Regions from separate parts of the Gossypium hirsutum genome. Here region 2 is linked to region 1. A link is a contact called in public Hi-C data. All regions are on one chromosome and are shown on one strand. The core of a region is the stretch at or near the end of the contact, and the rest is flanking DNA. Distances in the headings are between cores, read along the strand shown. Region 1 has its middle 41 kb from the start of LOC107947737. Region 2 overlaps LOC107936639 (a long non-coding RNA gene).

What was found. Hi-C and Micro-C count contacts between places; a contact is called where the count stands out from the background.
Region 2: a Hi-C map of leaf shows a contact between it and region 1, with 1.8 times the contacts expected there. The contact joins two enhancer-like sites. A contact is called at or near these places in 2 of 34 Hi-C or Micro-C datasets (both in leaf).

Annotation. Positions count from the first base shown.
Region 1 is chrA04:58,590,418-58,594,194 of Gossypium_hirsutum_v2.1, forward strand. It overlaps the pseudogene LOC107948124. Among protein-coding and RNA genes, the nearest start is that of LOC107947737, 41 kb to the right of the region's middle. Within about 2 kb of position 1,609, at least 6 of the 9 cell types and tissues checked have an H3K27ac peak or open chromatin away from gene starts, as enhancers often do. A contact at or near this core is called in leaf, where this site is marked.
Region 2 is chrA04:59,381,184-59,384,960 of Gossypium_hirsutum_v2.1, forward strand. LOC107936639 (a long non-coding RNA gene) reads left to right here. Exons shown (of 5, transcript XR_005925633.1): 3 at 1-181; 4 at 435-2,522; 5 at 3,439-3,777. Among protein-coding and RNA genes, the nearest start is that of LOC107936639, 5.6 kb to the left of the region's middle. Within about 2 kb of position 2,143, at least 7 of the 9 cell types and tissues checked have an H3K27ac peak or open chromatin away from gene starts, as enhancers often do. A contact at or near this core is called in leaf, where this site is marked.

The DNA.
Region 1 (3,777 bases), core at 359-2,858:
ATCGCCAACCAAAAGTGATTTGAGTAGAATAACAAAAGATTGCTAGCAAAAGATGATGACAGGCAAGTAGGAAAGCACTATACTCGCTTCAGAAGGACAAATGAAATGGAGATGAACAAATATGTGACCATATAAGGAAATTGATGTGAGAAAACCCAGCTAAAGGGAATAATAGCTTAAAGAGATTCCAAACCAATACAATTCATTAGATATACGTTTCATAACATATGGACTATTCATATTCCATTTCTGACATATGCCTGTAAAGTTTACAATCTCTATAATTCATTGGCCAGCTGTTTACAAATTCCAGGGCGATTAGAAACATATCAGTTCTACGAAAAAATAGAACAGATATCCAATAAAGGAAGATATTTGCAGGCAAAATGGCCTTAGACCGGAATTGCATAGACTACGAAGTCACATCACAACATACCATTCCTGCATTTGTTAATAAAAGGAAAAAAAAAAACACTTGACCAACAATATTGTACTCATATCACCTGTTAAGATAGTATAAAAATTGAACTCAAAAGAACTCTGCGAAACATTTTAACAAACCTATATCGAGACACACATTGATGACAGCAAAACTAAAAAAAAAAATCCATTAATCCCAATTTACACTTACAATCCAAATTATCTTTCCTTTTTTTTCCCACAGTATCGAACTTGCAATTTATTTTCCTGTACAATTCAATTTCAAGAAGAAAGGAAAAGCTTTAACGCATAAGGCACAGCTAAAACTGAGTTCACCTCAAGAATATTAGCGCAGACAGTAGCAGCAATGGCCTTGGCGGCATGAACATTCTCGCCAGCGATTATTGTCAAGTTAGTAATAATTGGTTTCGAGTTAAAAGTAAGCTCAGCTAACGCCGTCTTATACTGGCTAACTAACTCTTGCTGCTGGTGGTGTTGCTGCTGATGTGACACTGGCTGTGGTTCGTAAGCTCCACCGTCGGCAAGGGTCAAATCATTGGTGCCGGAGTCATTGGACCGGAATCTCAAACCAGAGGCGGGACCAACTGGGTTCGCTCGTTGAGAAAAAAGCCGGATATTAGGGTTTGAAGTGAGGTCTTCAGTTAAACGTGGTTTTTTCAAACCAGGTTCTCTTGATCTATCAAATGATCTACGCGGATTCTCCATATAAGCAAATAGAAAACCCTAAATTCCTAAATCGATAATCACTCTTATTTTCATGTACAGTCAAAGTAGCAAATCAAATTACCAAAAAGGGGGAAAATTACAATATTACAATAGCCTAAATCGAATCTCTAAAAAACCTCCAAAACCTTATACAATAAGGGAACAAAATAAAACCCTATGGATTATCATATACAACAAAAAAGAAAAAAAAAAGGAAGAAGACTTCTAATTCTAATTTCATTTCCAATTATAATTCTATCTTCTAAAGATAAAGGAGCAGAGAATTCCGATCAAAAAGAAAATGCAGAGAAATTATTTTTAGAAAGAAGAATTTGAAAGTAGAGGGAGAGAGGCCGGGTGAGATTAAGAAAGAAAGAAGGTTAAAGGGTTTAATTGTAAATATGGAGATTGATTGTTAATATATAGGTTAGTCCAGAAGGTGAGTTGGAGGGTTTAAAATTTGAAACGGATTTTTTTTTTTTAAAGGTAAGGACTTTATTTTATGGCCTTCTTTGGGCCCTGTGAATGATAATTCCAAATCAACCCAACAATTATTTGTAAATAGATCTCACAATAATATCAATATTTACTAATTATTGAGTTTGTATGACATATTAATACTCAGTTAGAAATTTATTAAACATTATTTTATTTATTAACCAATAAAAATTTATTTATAATGAGATTCGAACCAAGTACACGGTGTGTTCTTTTCATTTACCATCTAAACTAAAGCAATATCTTTATTCTTATATGAAATTTTAATAAATATATTTTTATATGTATTTTTATATATTTGTGATTATGTTTCGTTTTACTCACAATTTAGTTTAATTTTTTTCATTTTAATTACGTACATATTTCATGTATTACTATTAATTAGTTCCAAACTGTACATATTATTATTTATTGTATGTTATTTTTAAACACACATTTGTATTCCAAATACGTGATTTTCGTATACATATGCATGTGATAAGATTTCTAGTATTTATTAAATATATTTCACAATATGTAGGGTGAAAAAAGTATTGAATTATTTGCAATTTGTGATGTTAACAAAATTCAAATTTTCCATCAAAGTAAAATATCCGCATGGAAAAACATATACGTTCTAAACATAAATGAAACTTCATGTAGCACCCTATACTCGAATCGATCGTCGAGTATAAGCTATAATATGTTACATTCGTTTCTGGAGCAATTCCGATCAATTACAAATAAATTTCATCATTATTCATTAATTTATAAGTATTAAGAGCGTAAAACATGATATATATTCATTTTCGTGTCATATACGAGCTTATGAAAACTCAATACCATCCCAAGATCAAACTAGGACTAAAATGAAAAGTTTTCAAAGTATGCTAGGTGCGTGTTGAGACTTTTAGGACTTTGTGTTGTGAAATTGAAGACAGTAACCAAGCTTCCTAACTTGAGGATCAAATTGCAAAGGTTTTAAAATAAAACAGGACCGATGTCGCGACCTTAAGCAGGAGACGTCGCAACAAGATAGCCTAACGTTGAGACATTTAATGTGTGAATTCGTGACATCCATAGTAGAATACTAATCCCCTATTTTCCAATGATAACAACTCAACATACATAACGACCATTGGCCTTAAGGCTCCAATTCAACTATTTCAACATTCAAACTTACCTAAAACATAGTTACCCAAGCATCAATATAAATTACGTACATGATTATAAACAAACTCACATATTCACATCTTATATATACACCATTTTTGACCATTTTTAACATTGAGTAAAAGATCCCTAGGTACATCCCATTGATATTGATAAAATGGAAAGGACTATACAAACTTAGGTTGTCGATGCTACCCTCTAGATGTCGACTGCACTTCCCTGGGGCTTTGAGAATATCTGTACCTACACACGAAACAAACAAATTGTTTGTTGAGCAATCGGCTCAGTGGTATATTTATGATTCAAGATACATTTAACATAAGCATTAACATATATGTTTCATATATGTACTGAATATCTAACCAAATCATGTTCCAAAGTGCCAACCATTTTCTGTCATCAATCTATGTGCCTAAGCATACTAAAACATTATCAACCAACCTATCCAACAATGCATATAAATGACTAATTCTAATGTGTTTAACATTTACCAATCATTCAATACATATCAAGAATCAAACACACAATTAGTTAACTTTACCACATGCTATTAACACTATGCTATTCATGTTCCACGGCAATAATCTCTTTTACTTTGATTTTATACCATTCAACTCATTTATGGAGTCTATCGACTCATTCGCATTCATTTCGGTCTCGAGGGCTCATTTTCTTTTATTTTGCTCAATCAGTTGTATGATTTCAGCATTCCACTCACATTTTAGCATAATTTAGTCCAATGACATCAATTGTTATCACATTCATATCGTTTACCAAACTTACATTTTGCAACCCTTATTAACCTGACTCAGGTTCAGACTAATACTCGAATTATCCTACTAACATGCCAAACTGGCACCAAAGTCCATCATCGGATAAACAGAAGTAGGGTAATTAGCACGTAATGTGCATACTGGCGCATGAAGTGCATCATGGCACACGAGGTGCACATATACCTAATGTCTAACTATATCCTACTTA
Region 2 (3,777 bases), core at 893-3,392, 790 kb after region 1:
TGATGTGATTCAAACTCTTCATCAGCAGTTTTCTCTTAAAGACCTTGGTGATCTTCATTATTTTCTTGAGCTTGAAGTTACCAGAGGTGCGAATAATATGCATGTCTCGCAGCAGAAGTATGCTCGTGAGTTACTAGAATGAGCCAGTATGAGTAATGTTAAATCAGTTCCTACCCCGATGGTGAGTGTTCCTACATTTTCCTCACTTTCTAGAACAAAGTTGCCAGATTGCACTTTGTATCATCAGGTTGTAGGTGGTCTATAGTATTTGTGCTTGACATGACCTGATATTTCTTTTATTGTTAACAAGGTCAGCTAGTATATGCACTCTCCTTATGATGTTCACTAGTGTGTAGTGAAATGAATTCTGTAATATGTTAGAGGAACTCTTGATTTTGGGTTGAATTTTTAACCATCTACAGTTACTTTGACAGGGTTCTCAGATACAGATTGGGCCAACTCATTAGAGGATAGAAAATCCATGTCTAGATATTGTGTGTATCTTGGAGCTAATCTTATTGGTTGGTCATCCAAAAAGCATAATGTAATATCTCATTCCACAACTGAGGTAGAATATCAAAGTCTAGAAGATGCTACTTCTGAGCTTGCGTGGTTTCAGTCTTTGCTTGCAGAGATTAGGGTTGTCTTTACTGGAGTGCCAACAATTTGATGTGATAATGTGAGTGTTGGATCTCTCACAGCAAACCATGTTCTTCATGTTTGAGCCAAACATATTGAAATAGACTTGCACTTTGTTTGTGACAAAGTTCTGCAGACATTCTTACTAAACCATTAACCGTTAAGAGTTTTCAACGCTTTTGAGATCAACTTACTGATGTAGCTCTTACTGATTTTTCAAAAGAAAGTAGGGAGGATATCAACTAACAATTTTTAGTTAGGTAGTTCAACACAATTAGCAGTTTCTGAGTTTCTTTTAATTTGTTACGTTAGTTACTAAGCTACTATCTGTTGTATATAAAGCTACTGATGACTTGAGATATACAAGCAATTATGATTGATTTTTTGATATGTACTCTTGTTAATTTCTAATATACCCATGTTTTGCGTGACTCCAATTGTGCAAAATGCCTTTTAGAAACTAATCATACCATTGACGACTTTGAGGACTTTTTCAGTTTTCCTTGAAATCAGTGGGTAATATGGAACCTCAAAAAAGTTGGAGGTATTGAGGTTGCGAGGGTCAAATGGTTTACTTTGTTTCTTATTGTCTTTTGGATGGTTTGGAAAAATTGGAATGATTATGTTTCCAATGAAGCTCATAGTAACCAAAGGCATACTCTAGTGGCGCGAATGGCTTGGGCTCGCAAACATTATGTTCACAAAAAGTAATTAGAGTATTATGGTTTGAGGATATACTCATGCTTCTTGGTAATCTTCATAGGAAGGTTGGATCAAACTTAATACAAATGTATTAATGGATATTGATATAGGCTCTTTTGTGATTGGCGGTATCTTGAGGGATTCGAATGCTTACTGGATTAGTAGTTTTTCTAAAGGGTTGAGGATTACTACCATCTTCCAAGTGGAAGCTCATGCTTTTTTTATGGGTTGTTAGTACTTGAGGAAGTGATTTTGTAAGGTAGAAGTTTAATGCTCTCTTGATCAGTCTTGTGTGTAGCAAGTATGCATCCTATCATGTTTTAGCTGATGCGTGACAAATCCAAAAACTCTGCGTTATTTAGATAGGATTAAGAGTAATAGTCGTTGATGATAAGTATTTAGAGAATGATCCCATTACTATTTGTTATAATATGTATAATTGTGTGTACGAAATTCGAGCAACACCAATTCAATTAAGGTTTATATAAATATAGATATGAATACAAATATCTATTTTTGTTAAAAAAACAATACAAATATTAAATTTTGTTACAGTTCCACTTGATTGATGATTTCAATATTATGCTTTTATTCATTATAAAAGTTAAAATAAAATAAATTCATAATTCATAAAAAATAGAAAATAGAAAATGAAACCCATGAGGATTAGCTCAAGCTCAACGAAAGTGGGTTGAATCTCGGAGTTCAAATCTCTAAGAGGGATCGTATCATTTATTACTCCAGCCTCTTTAGTTGGCTGAAATAGCAATGCATTACAACATAATTCAGTGGGCCCATCACCAAACCATTGTTTGGTTGGTTGTAATAAGCTATTTCAGCCAAATTCCATTATGGGTTTATTCAACTGAAAATGCATCACACCATTCAGTATTCAGGACATGGGTTGTATAACAAATTAGCCAAGGTTTTCATTTTACCCTCACTATTCTCCTTTCTTTCCCACTTCTTAAATCCTTGATTTTTTTTCCGTGTTTCTTCCCCAGCTTAATCTCTTCTACACTTAATTTAAACATTTTTTTAATCACATTTCCTTCTAACCCTATCTGCATCACACACCAAAACTCTTTTTCTCTTCAAATTGGAAATTCTTGATAGCTTAATCCACTGAAAAAAAAAAAGGTGAAGCATTTTTTGAGTCGTCTCGCAGGATCCAAGATCCGGTAAGTTTTAATTTGGATCCAAATTTCAAATCCCCTAGATCTGTACATGTTCTTATAATGGGTTTTGGTTTATAGATCTAATCTCCCAATTCTTAGTTTATTTGATACTCTTTTATCAAATTGTAAACCTTTTGCATTAATATGAATCTTTTATTTTTCAGTAGTTTCTGTTGAAATTGCTATTTTATGTTATTCATTGTTACTTTTTTTTATTGTGTATATGGATGTACTGCTTTTAAAGTTGATTTCAATGGAATTATTGTATAATTGCGCTTGTGGGTTCTTTTCTGGATTTTTACTATTTCAATGTACCTATATTAGATAATGGCTAAAAGAATTGCATACAACTCCGTTTTCAATATTTCATTTCTATTATCTTCTAATGTAACATGTTTCATCTTTGTTTCTCTTGATTGGGTGTCAAATATTGGTCCTTTATGTTCCTAAAGATCCTGTCATTTTTGAAACAAGGGAAGAAACAGAGTTAAATAATGAACTACAACGAACGATGATGAAGATCCTTGAAGATGAGGATTGTGTATTGTGAGATAAATAATTATGCATATCAAGGTATGAATTAATTAATTGAATTCGAATAAAATTCAAGGATTTACAAGTTGGCCGATTAATGTTCAATTATAAACCATCTAATTCATCAGTAAAACAACAAAAAAAAGTATAGAAATGAAAACTAGTCCCTACTCACAATCAGTGCTACATAACAGGCTTTCTATGCTTCAACCATTACTGCCATTTCAATCCTTTTATAGCTACAATGACAAGTCCAGCATATATATCGCTCAACTCAACTGATAGATCTTTGATTGGAAATTGATTAAAAAAAATGCCTTCAATTGATTACAAGTTTGCAGTGAAGCCTTCATCTCTTAAGAAGGTACCTTCAATTTGTATGTAGGATCGAAGGCAGTGTTATGGGCCAAAACAGAAATCAGGACATTTAAGGAGCTAAGTAGAATGGTGCATTGACTCTTGTACTTAAAATTGACTTTATTTGATTCGCTCTTTCTGCTTTTTGGATCATTTGTCAACCTTATAGAAATGTTCTTGGATCTGATTAATGAGTTTCTTATTTTTTTTTTCATCAGATTTGATCACTTGGTTTAGGACTTGAACTCTCTTTAGAATTTAATTTTTTTCCCATTGTGTTGTGTTTTCAAGGTAAGATTCATTTATCATGTCGAACGGAAATGTATTAGTCATTTTGTTTTCTCATGGGACCCTATTTTAGTATTCA